Regions from separate parts of the Zea mays genome. Here region 2 is linked to region 1. Evidence: chromatin contacts called from public Hi-C data. All regions are on one chromosome and are shown on one strand. The core of a region is the stretch at or near the end of the contact, and the rest is flanking DNA. Distances in the headings are between cores, read along the strand shown. Region 1 holds the start of LOC103632450 (30S ribosomal protein S10, chloroplastic). Region 2 holds the start of LOC100281285.

Region 1 (6,148 bases), core at 1,292-3,791:
CATGGGTGTCACGTTTGTGTTTTTGAAATGCAGGATCGCATCACATAAAACGTCCACTTCGTTATAGTAACCTTATCCAAAAGTACCTTCGCTTTCTCCATTACCAGAATAATCAAAACACATATGCTGACATTTTCTGATGTTAATGCATCAGCGAGACTTAACATAATTCTACCTTCCTTTGATGATCTAAATCTGTGACACAACACTACAAGGCCCTTAGATCCAGCTTCATGCAAAACACCAACAAGTATCTCTCCGTATCTGTTTATTATCACCATTTCCTCTTGTGATACATCTAAAGAAAATAAGAATCACTATGGGAGGATCCCAACTGTGCACAAGGCCTTGTAAAAATTTCGTTTTCAGCACTTCCATACAACAACTGCAGACAAATATTTACGATGGACATGCTTAACAAGCAGAACTGCAGAAGCATGAAGCAAAGTAAACATAAAACTACAAGGAGTAGCCTCAATGACAGATTATACAGTGTTAGCTCTATTTAATTTTACTACTTAATAGCCATTTTGGACATGGATCTTCAAAACACACCTTTGTCCTGTTTACAATTTGACCATTTCCATGTGAGAAAAGTAAATAAGTTTATACAAGTTTAAAAGGCTGAGCACACACATTGACATTATATATTTTAGAATGAAGGAAGCATCTCAACTCGACTCCAACAGTTCAATGACAGTACCATGGAGGTTCCTAGGGAGACAAGCAAGAGGAATTGCATAACTTGTCAAATTGTAAACACAACAACACAGTTAGATATTGCTAACTGTTCAGGGGAACACACTGACTACCACAGTGGGCGCAATTACAGCGAGGTAAAGACAATAAGGAATTCATGGTCCATGGTTGCTGAGCGCTTGAGACAACTGCTGTCTTTTTTTTTTTTGCTTTCTTTCGATGGCCAAATGATACTAGGCTTCAGTCATGAGTCAGTATGTCACAGCCTCACAGGCCTAAATATGGGCCACCATGTCGGGCCTAGTGGCCCAACTGAGGCCCAACACCAGGCCCTGATGAGCCGCGGCCTCTACTGCCCCTAGAATCCCTCCCGCACTGGAGAATCCGGAATAGATGGAAACTCAAAGGTAATCTTCAATAAGCTTGGAATAAATAAAATATAGCTTGTTTAGAAAATAATGATAGAGTTTGTTTAAGAAAGAAGATTGGTTTGTTAGGAAACAAGATTACAAATCTATAAGAATGATGCTTGGGATACAAGTCCTATAGGAACTATAAATAATTAAATATAGGGGCAAATAACTATTTCAGTCTAAGCAAGAATAGAGTTATTGCTCCCTCCCTCCCTCTCCCTATGCTGCCCCTCCCCCTCTCCCACGCCGTCCACCATTTTTCAAGTACGTCAAATAATTCCAAGGAGGAACAGAGCATTAATAGGCAGAAAACTTTGAAAGTTTGATCCAGCAAGCTTTCAACTGCTAAGTAGAATCTGGAAAGCTAAACCACCATAGACCCTCAGATATCCTCATTCTAGTCTGATAGGAATGATTTAAAGGACAAACGAAATGAATTTCCCACATAGTCTCTTCAATCATGTGCTGGTAACTATGCATGGCTTAAGCATTAAGGATGCTAAACTGTCTAACGTGATATGGACTTCTACAAAAACATACATTTTTGAAGTCCAAGTCACACTCACGTTAAGAACAGTTTACACTAAGATTAACGGCTTAAACGAATGTGCTGACTGATATTGTCTAGCATCATTGCATTGCGTCCTGAACGATTTCTAAATGCCATTTACACAAATACCCAGAGCACATCGTGCTCTCCATTTATTGTGATTAAACAATCACAAGTAAAATGTGCACTGCTATGCAGCAATAAAAGAGAAACATGTTGTATGGTTTATGGTTATAACTTTTCACAGTTCATTCGATCAAGGAAGCAACAATATCAGAACAAAAGATTCGGTAACATAATAATCTGGGAAATTTTTAACTGCTATGGAAGGTACCTGCTCCCCATCATCCCCAATCGACGATGGCAACGGAATTCCCGTTCCTGCCCCTTCCTGAAAGCGCGAGGTTAACAATTTTAGTCACCGAATGAACAAGGTCTAACGAGTGTGCCAACTGAACCAATGTCGCCATGTAATTGTAACCCCCATAACCAAGCGGTACACGCCATCATGAAATTCGCAGGTTTTGGACTCTGCGTGTGCGAAAAGACACGGCAATATCAGTTCAGTCACGTACCGGTGGCGCGTCGGGGATGCCGTCGTCAGAGAGGGTCTCTGCGGGCGGTGCGGCCGCGGCCCGGGAGCGGAGGGACGCGCCGCGGAGGGAGGACGGGAAGGAGAGAACCGAGGGGCTAGAGTTTGCGGTGCAGCGATGGAGGAAGAGGAGGGGGAGCGGGGAGGAGGTGGAGGTGGGGACGGCCATGGCGAGGGGAGGGGGGGTGAGGAAGCCGTTTGCCGCGTTGGGTTTTGGAAGACCTCTGCTTCGCTATCGCGGTGTGTTATCCGGTTCCAGGGGCATTTGCGCTCGAGCCCCTCCAGCTTTGTTACTTTCAAAGCGAGGTGTCTGGTGGCAAACATGGGCGAGTTCTGTCTCCTCTAGCATTACTTTCGAAGAAGATCATGAATGATTTGTTCGGAAAGGAAGATCGTGGAATTGGATATTACTGTGACCTCAGCTAAAAGTGTCGATCTGGCTGGCATAAACTTGATCGTTTCAAGGAACAATCAGTTACCTTCTTCTTGCCTGGATAGACTGTCCATACCAGCGCTCAAATAGGAGAAGCTACATTCACAGCTCCTGGCACGAGGCAAAAGAAATACAGAATGATGAGCCATAGAGGTGGCCAAACTAACTCTACTACAGACATACATCTACAGAGCACCAGCTATTCACTTCCCTTCTTTATCCCGGCCATCACCACAATCCCCAGCACTCCTTTTTCCCAATCCCCTTGAGAGCAGCTACAAGATCTAAGCCCGACTGCTGCCCACGAAGCCTTGAATATGATGGAACGGTTGCAGTAGCAGCCCCCCCCCCCCCCCCCCCCCCCCCCCCCCCCCCCCCCCCTGGTTAAGCTGCCTGCTGGTGCTGGGAGATGGAACTGTATTTGATTTGTTCGACAATCGATCACCAAAAGTTGGTTTCGCTGTGATGACTGTTCTATCAGAATTCATAGCACGTGATGCCTCATTAAGGTTGAATCCATGAACGTTCGTCTTGTCCCGATCAGATTTAGGAGAGGTTGAGAAAGGGGAATTTGGTGACTTCTGTGAGAGCAGTAACCTTACAGATCTCTGCCAGAGTTTTGCGCTTGTCCTCAAGCTGACAAACATGCCAGATTTAGCAGCAGCAGATAAGCACTTATTAACAACCACCTCACCAATATGAGCTGCAAGTTCCTTAAGAGTCGACATACAATATTTCAAAAACGGAGATTGGTTTTCTGCATAATGCTACAGTAAGTTCAGATCATCTGACACCTGAGCAAATTTATTCACCTAGAGCAAGCTGCAAAAATCGGGGCATATGAATAGCTATTGAGTTGCTGTTAAGTGGTTGACTCAGTTTCAGAGATTCGCCAAGCATTTTGATGCATTTTCCTATCTCTTTTGAGGAAGATTGCTAGGTGTAGAGATTTCCTGTTCACATAGAAGACAGAAGGTGAATTGGTTGTGATTGATAAAATTAGTGTGACATGAATAGTATACCAAGTTTCAGATATTTGCCAGGTACTTTTAAAGTTCTTTCCTTTCCTGCTATTTTTTTCTGAGGAAGATTGTTAGCAAATAGATTTGTTGGCTATGTAGCAGAGAGAAGATGACTCAGTTCTAATCAACCAATATAGCATTAAATGAAAATACATTCCACACAAAGTGTTTGCGTAACAAAGACCGAACATAACCGAGCTGACGATCATTCGGTTCATTGGCTGGCAACAAAGCATCTTTAAAATCGTTTGGGGTGAATTCAGGTATTCCCAACGGGGTTAAAGATACCCTAATAAGTATTAGCTACAACGTCAGTCTGCGTATAGTGAGGTAACTAGATTTTTTTTCTTCCATCAATGTTAATGGGAATCACAACATCATGTCCAGCACACATATACTCTAATAAATATGGATAAAGGTGAATACATAGTCATCGAAACAGGCCATAAATGTTTTCGTTGGAATTTTTCATGATTCCATTCCGAGGAAAAATCGATGGGGGGTGTGTTGGGGCGAAGGCAAAGACGCCACCCTTCGCTCGTCGCCTTTCGCTGCAGTCGCTGGTTTGACGAAGACAAAACGGGCAGGGACACCCTTCGCTTCATTCAGCACCAGACGAAGGCCTGCGGTGACGTCTCCCCGCAGCACGGCTTCGTCCTGCTCTAAGGCCCACGTGTGATCTGGCCCATTGTAACGGGCCTCGCGTGGCCGCCTTTGTGTTACGGGCCTAGTTTGTAAAGGCATTCTTGTAAGTACAGCTTGTAACCCTGCTTTATGGGAATATTCTGGGGATAAACTAGGTGTCCGAGGGCACATGCGTCCTTAACACAAGGCGCTGGGCACTCAGATACCTATAAATACCCCCGCACAGTGCCCGTGAGAGGCTAGATTAACAGAGCCATTTGCCCCCGAGCACGTAACCCTGTTGTCACCACCGTTCACCCTTGTTGGCCTCCTTGCTACTGAGAGCAAGTTCCAACATTTGGCGCCCACCGTTCGTGCTACGACAAGACCACCCGCGATGGCACCCAAGAGAGCTAACCCGAAGGCTGACGAGGCTGCGAAGGCAGCACTGCTGGCCGCGAGAAAGGGCAAGGCCCTCGCCCTCACCCAATCCACCCACCAAGAGCCCACTGAAGACAACATTCCCCGCACCTGCGAAGACAACATTTCCCACACCTGCGAAGACGACACCTTCCGCACCTGCGGGCCCGAAGGACAATCGCAGCCGCCCCCAGGCTTCGCCCCACTGGAGGGCGCGGATCTCACCGAGGACGGCGAGGTCCTCGGCGTCTCAACAGAAGAACAGTTACAGTTGTGCGCCCTGCGCCTCAAGAACCGCAATCTCCAGAGGCAGAAAGAGATACTCGAAGCCAAGCGCCAGCGTGTGTCCGCACTAGCCAAGGTGCGGCAAATGATACGCGACGAGGAGCAGAAGGCCCAAGACCTCGAGCGCGAGATCGCGCTGATGCAGCGCGAAGGCCACCTCGGTCTACAGCAAGAGCCACCCCTCCAGCAGCGCGCGCAACCGGAAGACACGCGCTAAGGCCACCTCGGCCTGCAGCATGGCCCACCCCTGCAACACCGGGCGCAGCCGGAGAACCCGCGTTTCCCCCAGCATGACTACGCCTTCCAGCACGGCGCGCCATTCCAAGGGGTCAACTACCTCGACGAGCGAAGTCCCCTGGCGCCACACCTCCAAGTGACGCCTTGGCCAGCTAACTTCCGAGCAGGGGCATATCCCAAGTACAACGGCAGCACCGATCCGGCGCAATACATAATAAGTTATCAAGTCGCCGTTGCATCCGCCGGAGGGGACCACGCCACAATGGCGAAGTCTTTCATCATCGCCCTAGAGGGCCCAGCACTCATCTGGTTCACCAGATTGCCTCCGCTGTCCATTGATTCGTGGAGAAGCCTCAGGGACAAGTTCCTTCTTAACTTCCAAGGGTACCGCCCAGACACCGACGCTTTGGTCGAGCTCTCGCTTTGCAAACAGCTGGAAAAGGAGACTCTGCGGGAGTATTACCGTAAATTCTTAACACTCAAGTCACAGCTGCCCTCCGTCGATGATCAGATCGCTATCCACTACGCCATCAGTGGCCTTCGGGCCGGCGTCCTCTACAGCCACTGTATCAGAGATCCACCCAAGAACCTCCAGGAGCTATATCAGCTCTTTGAAAAATATGCCAAATCCGAAGAGCTCCACCAGCGCAAGGTTGAGTCACAACGGAAGCCCAAAGATGCCCCGCAGTCCAGCCGCACGTGGACGAGGACTCCGCAACCAGACTCCGGTCGAGATGCCCGCAGTCAACAGCAAGTGCACAACATCGCCAACCAGCAGCCTACTGCTGACCCCCCTCGTCGCCAGGAATATCCCCCCCAGGGCCGCGGAAACGGAACTCGTGGCAGGGGCCGAGGGCGCGCGCAGCCGCCGCG
Region 2 (6,148 bases), core at 2,734-5,233, 240 kb before region 1:
ATCATTTAGAATCACTCTATTGGAGAATTAGCTTTCGGAGCTAGAGATCCTACGCCAAAGACAAGAAAGAAAGTAGATGACGAAAGATAAATGGTCAACCATAATTTTGTATCATTGGTGATCATAGGCCGATGGGTGAGATAAGATGGGTGAGGCATTGATTCAATGACTTAGTTAGTATTTAGTTTGGGGATAAGGAGAAATGTGATGATCATATCACTAACTTCATCAATGAGATCGTCCTACTATAACATTTGGTTGAGTGGATAGGCATATGTCCTAATTTTTTGTTTGGTTGAATCAATAGAGATGGGGTGACCTTGTTTGTTAACACCACTAAAACATGTAGCATGGGCCCTGCCTGCCATCTCCTCCTTTCTTTCTTATCTTCATCCCATGCTACCTTGTACTGCTCGCCTTCATCCACTACCATTAGCACCACCGTCCCCACTGGAGATGGCAGCGGAGAATTCTTATTCGGTGAATGACTCCTCATTCCCATCCCCTTGGGAAGAAAAATTCCCCATCCCCATCCCTATCAAACTTCATGGGGGGAAGATTTGCTTCCCATCCCTATCCCCATGCGAGAAATATTCCCCACGGGGATCCTCGTCATTATATTTAGGACCAGGCATTTTGCACCGACACCGAAAAATCGAACCGAACTTTCTCTTTAAACTATGGTCTCTATTTTTATACTAGTTAAAACCTATGTAATAAATAAACTAGATTGTGTGCAACTATGATTTTGATTAAGTGTTACTATTTTTACTACAAATAGTTATGCTACCTAAGTTCCAAACCTATCCAATAGCCTATAACTAAGGTAGGAAGGTAAATCATAAAACCATGGTAACAAAATATAAATGTGGAAGATTATATGCAATAGAGATACAAACTCTCGTCGATGACTCTAGTATTTTTACCAAGGTATTAAGAAGTGTGCAAGCTTACCAATAATCCTTGTTGTGCGCTTAGTCGGGTAACTCCATGGATAGCCCCATCCCTTCCCCACACACACAAATGGTATTCGGTGTAGCCTCTCCTGGACGATCCCTAATATCTTCAATATCGAGTTTCCGACCAAAATGTTGTGGGTCTAGTTGCTTCTTGTACACAGTGATGACCACACCACAAACACATTTGATGTGGTCTTGCAAAATTACAAGCCCATCTAGTGCAACTATTACAATGGTGTGTGCAAGCACCAAGGTGTAGAGTTGTTTGTTTCTCATTTCAGACTACTAGGCAAAACCTACAGCAAGCGCTAATGGAAGCAGTCTAACTATATACTGAGCACTTCACAAATTACCTACAATAATTACTAAGTGATATTTGAACACTTGGGTGTCTAGGGCTACTAGAGATGAGCCACAACTCTCTTGGTATAGTCCTTAGCTCCCACACCTGTCAAATCGCCAGTTTGGGGTCCTATTTATATCCCCAAGGAGTGAACTAGTTGTTGCAATGGCAATTGGCATCACTGCGGACCATTGGATTATTACATGTTACATCATCATCTTCACTTGAAGATCTTGAGCATGAGCTTTCTGTTTGCTTCTTGCCCATCATATTATTATGCTTTTTCACATGTGAGAGCTATGCCTTTGCTTAATGAATTGGCTTCTTTTTTACCCATCTTTCATGATCATAAGCTATTGTAGCAAAAGGAGCTTTAAAACATGCTAACTCAACAAGATCACCACGAATCCAATCTTCAACATCGCATGTTTGAGGGACACTAGTAATGGTGGCAGTGTATTAGGATTGGAAACCAAAGAATTATTAGTACCCACCACAATTGTTGAAGGATCTACTTGACTCTTATAAAAGCTCATTAGCATGCTATAGGAGAAATATACGATCTTATTAGGAGTCGATGACGCTAGCATAGAGCAACTAGGTACAGTAGGTTCGTCATTAATCAGTTTCATAAAGAGCGACATTATGTTGAATAACAGTAAATTGATTAATAAAATTTGCCTCATGTTCTTCCATCCATTTTTGCATCAGCTTAACTTGATTCGAAGTAAACACATCAGAAGGAGGCTTGCATACAAATGGTGTTACCTTGGATCCAGAGGTAGATGGGAGCTCGGAGTTGTAAGTCTGGATACTGAGAGGCTTGTGTTGTTCAGCCACCTTACTTGAACGGCCCTTGAATCAGAAACTTGCTAGTGTAGCTGCCACATTAGAAGTGTTCTTCTTCTTTAACTCCTTGTGAAGCCTCTCTAGGAGCTTACCGATAGTAGTGGGATAGAGGATGTTCTCCTCATTGGACACGTCGGTAAGGTCCCTCTTCCCATTGTTAGATTGATCTCCATCCCGAACAGAGTCACTAAAAGTGCATTGACACCGAATTGAGATCTAAATCACACACCAGCAAGAGTAGCATTGCCCTAGGTTGCAATCAATCTATCCTACTCGGCAAGCAACTCTAACAGCTCCTTGGAGGACCCCATGGGGAGATGCATGGCTAGGGTTGACAATGCCACCTAGAACACCAATGAATCTCGATAGATGCAACAAACAACGTAACTGGAGGTTTAGGAAAAAAAAAGATAAAACTTGAGGTCAGGGCGGTTAGCGGGGTTGGGCACCGTTCTTTTTTTAATGCCTGACTACAAATTCTAAATATGTTTATAAAGACACCTTTTCAATGCTCTGACCATTTTCGGTCGTGAACACAACAGTGAACGTAAGAGTCGGTGCTGAGCGTATCGAACACATGGCCGGCCGACGAGAGCTCGCCGTCATGGCTGGATCATGCGTGCGTGCGTCCGTCCATGTACATCCATCCGTTCCCAGAGGCGGGCGAAGTCGACAGGCATGGAGCCAAACACGAAAGCAATGTCGACAGGCATGGGTGCACGCAACGCAAGCATCCCGCCGAAGCAGCAGCAACATGAGGAAGCAGTACAAGGCGCTTGCATCGAAACAGCAAGTCGCCAAGCGGGCGCGGACAAGCGTACTCAGCGGGTAAAGCAAAGCAAAGGAAGAAAGAATAAGCATTATTAGAATTTAATAAGCCTCTCCGGGTACAGCTTGAATTGATTGAAGAGCTCTTCCTTGCCTGTTGTTCGTCCGTGCTAATCAACAAAACCAAACCAATTAAAACGATTATGTTAAGCGGCGGCGGCCGTGAGACACGCAAACGAGCATTGCAGGTTGCAGCTAGCAGCAGCAAAGGCCAGGCGCCCAGGGCAGACAGCGTACGCCAAGGACGACGCGACGACATGGAAAGGACGAGCAGAGGAGCGACGAGAGCTGAATGCCATCGCGACACGTCGACGTACGGGCTCGCGGAGGAAGGACGACGGCTGAAGCTGAATGCCATTGCCATCACGACACGTCGACGGGCTTGCAGAGGAACAGCAGCGACGACGGCTGCTGCTGCTGTCTCCCGCGCGCACCCGCGCCGGCGCTGGGCCCCGCCGCTCCCCCGCCGCCGCCGAGGCGCTCGTAGCAGTCGATGGAGAAGAGCGAGAGCGAGAGGGAGAGCGACAGGTGGTGCGCCCGCGCCGCCTGGGCCTGGGCCTGCGCCAGCCGGTCGAGCGCCGGGCCGAGGCAGAGGCGGTAGAGGCGGCGGTACCCGCCGAGCGCGGCGACGACGGCGCGGGTGGCCGGGCCCGCGGCCGCCGCAGGTGGCGCGGGGCCGACGTGGCGGAGGCACAGCGCCTCCCAGACGGCGTCGCGGCGCGCCACGGCGGCCCACAGGCGGCACACGCAGGCGGCCGCGGCCAGCGAGCGCCCGTCCAGACGCGCCAGGATCTCGGCCAGGATGTCGGCGTTGTCGTTGATGTTGTAGCCGCCGCCGCCGCCGCCGTCAGGCAGCTGGATGCGCAGCTCCAGCTCCGTCACCTCGCCTGCGCCTCCCATCGCCGGCCGCTGTGTCCTCGGCACGTACGTAGTACGTGCAGAGGCAGGGGAGGTGACTGAGTGAGCAGCAACGAGCAAGGCACGCTCTGGAAGTGGAGTGGAGTGAGCGGCTGCGGGCGGAGAGCGTATATATAGGGAGACGGCGGGGTTTTGACTCTGTTTCTACGCGTCGCGTGTGTGGGGTGGGGCGCCCCCGAAAAGGCGATTAATAAAGAGAAAGCTACCAGGGTTCCAATGGCAGTCGCCGTGGAAGCTGAGAGCGAGCGAGTCGTCTGGCTAATTAATCGCCCCCGCCCATGTCAGACAGTCGGGGACACCGTCCGATATCCGTAATGAAAAAAAAAGGATCCAAAGGGTGAGATGGGGCCAAGCGGGCCGGGCCAAGGGGGCGTGGAGATGCGCGACGTACGTTGCGAGGGATTTCTTTCACGCTCGTTGCCGAGGAGGCTGAGCGGCGAGGTAGGGACCGAGAGGCACGAGCACGACCAAGCGCTGTTGGCTACTAGTAGTAGCCAAGTAGCCATAGCGCGTCCAGCCTCCAGCTGCGCCTCCCGGACCGGAATCGGGGTTGCGCCACCGTTCGCAAGCATGCGCGTGTGGCGACGCACCCGTGCCGTGCGCTGCCCCGCCATTTGTCATGACTCAAGGGGCACGCATACGAGTTCACGACGATGTCGTCCGAAATAAACCATGCACACGCGCGTCGACCTGTTTGTGCTTATCCGTTTCACCCGCTAATGATAATATAATAATGATGTGCTATTTTACCAAAGAATCGAAATCATCTCGAAAGCATTTTAGTAAATAAGTGTAAATTAATAATGTAGATTCGTTGTCGTAAACTTATATTAACTTATTTTTTTTAGAAATGTGTAAAGTTCGATTGTGTTTTTTTCTGTTTAAAATAAATCTGTCATTTCTGGAATGACGCATAACTCAGTGATATACCGCACACGTGGCACACCCCGTTGGAAATTCTGGTTTCTAGAACCAATATCTTCAAGTTACCTAATTGGGTGATGCGTGTGGTTGTGCATGCTTAATGCCTTTTTCTTCTTCCGTCCACTTCACACACCCCCTTTTTATTTGTACCGCATGATTGTTTTAGCCTTTTTGACTTGTTATATAGTCCATGTCTTCTCCCGTTCTCCGCAATGTCACGCGTCAGCTTTCCGCTAGTGGCGAAATCCAATGTTTTTTTTCGTTCCAGGTCTTAGTAAAAGTTACCACACTCTTTATATTTCTCATTATGGAGCTGATATTGTCTGAATAAATACACGAAGGTTTAATTTGGTTCCTTTGATCCATGTATTTGACATAGCGCGGGTGACAGCGTATTTGGGATACTAAGATATGTCATTGTTCATACCTCAAATGTTGTTAAGATACCTTCAAAGATCATGGTAAAAGAAATCATCCCAAGAGAGAAGGTGGAGACTGTTGGACCCATGCTCCCCAAAAGAATAAAACTACATCGATAATTTTGTCATGAAAACAACAATCTAAAACCCTAGGCCCTCGGTATCCCTAGGACACCCTCCTACACTTGAGTTCGATCAACTATCGTCGTACCAACAATAATCTAAAACTCTAGGCCCCATGACACTCGAGGCATCATGACACATATTATATTCTTAGCCGACCAGGACCCTCTACCATCCCTTGAATCTTTAAATTTATCTACTTTGGGTAGTTCAAATGTTCGAGACCTACCCCATAGGACCTGAGGCCTTCCAAGTGGACGAAGGAGCTCCTATAGCGGCTAAGTATGGAGACACCCGCAAGACAAAAGTAATGCAACTACCCTCACTAATAGCATAACTGCCCTCAGAGTTACAATATCATGTTCGATCTTTACTCCTAGCGGTCTTATGAGGTTAGCACTTCGGATGGGTGATATTACGGTCTTATAGGTGCACTTTTGCTATGACTTAGGCAACACACACTCAAGACCACTATTCGATATGTGTCATCGTCCCTATAGCCATGCATATGTGCATTAGTGTACTAGTAATTATTATCAAGTGCAAATTGCTATGTCGGAATCAACTATGTTATACCCGATGGCATGGACTCTGGTGTCCGTTGATATGACAAGACATATTGTGGGTGTTTTGACCCGAGGGTCCTAACCAACTAGTAAATTTGGCAGCGTGCCCTTGCCTTGGATGGTTGATGCAAGAAGACACACAAGATTTATCCTAGTTCGGGCAAGAGAAGGCCCTACCTCTAGTGGGGGTGGGAGGCTTGTATTATCTTGCAACTAAGT

The links. A called contact is a pair of places that touch in the nucleus more often than the background predicts.
Region 2: a Hi-C map of endosperm shows a contact between it and region 1, with 1.9 times the contacts expected there. The contact joins the promoter of LOC100281285 here to the promoter of LOC103632450 in region 1. A contact is called at or near these places in 2 of 25 Hi-C or Micro-C datasets (bundle sheath and endosperm).

What each region holds. Positions count from the first base shown.
Region 1 is chr1:24,107,006-24,113,153 of Zm-B73-REFERENCE-NAM-5.0, reverse strand. LOC103632450 (30S ribosomal protein S10, chloroplastic) reads right to left here and starts at 2,541. Exons shown (of 3, transcript XM_008654259.2): 1 at 2,238-2,541; 2 at 1,997-2,053. The coding sequence starts at 2,423. It also overlaps the pseudogene LOC118473496 and the pseudogene LOC103632438.
Region 2 is chr1:24,351,680-24,357,827 of Zm-B73-REFERENCE-NAM-5.0, reverse strand. It overlaps LOC100281285, which reads right to left and starts at 3,983. Exons shown (of 1, transcript NM_001372495.1): 1 at 3,015-3,983. The coding sequence starts at 3,879. The coding sequence ends at 3,343.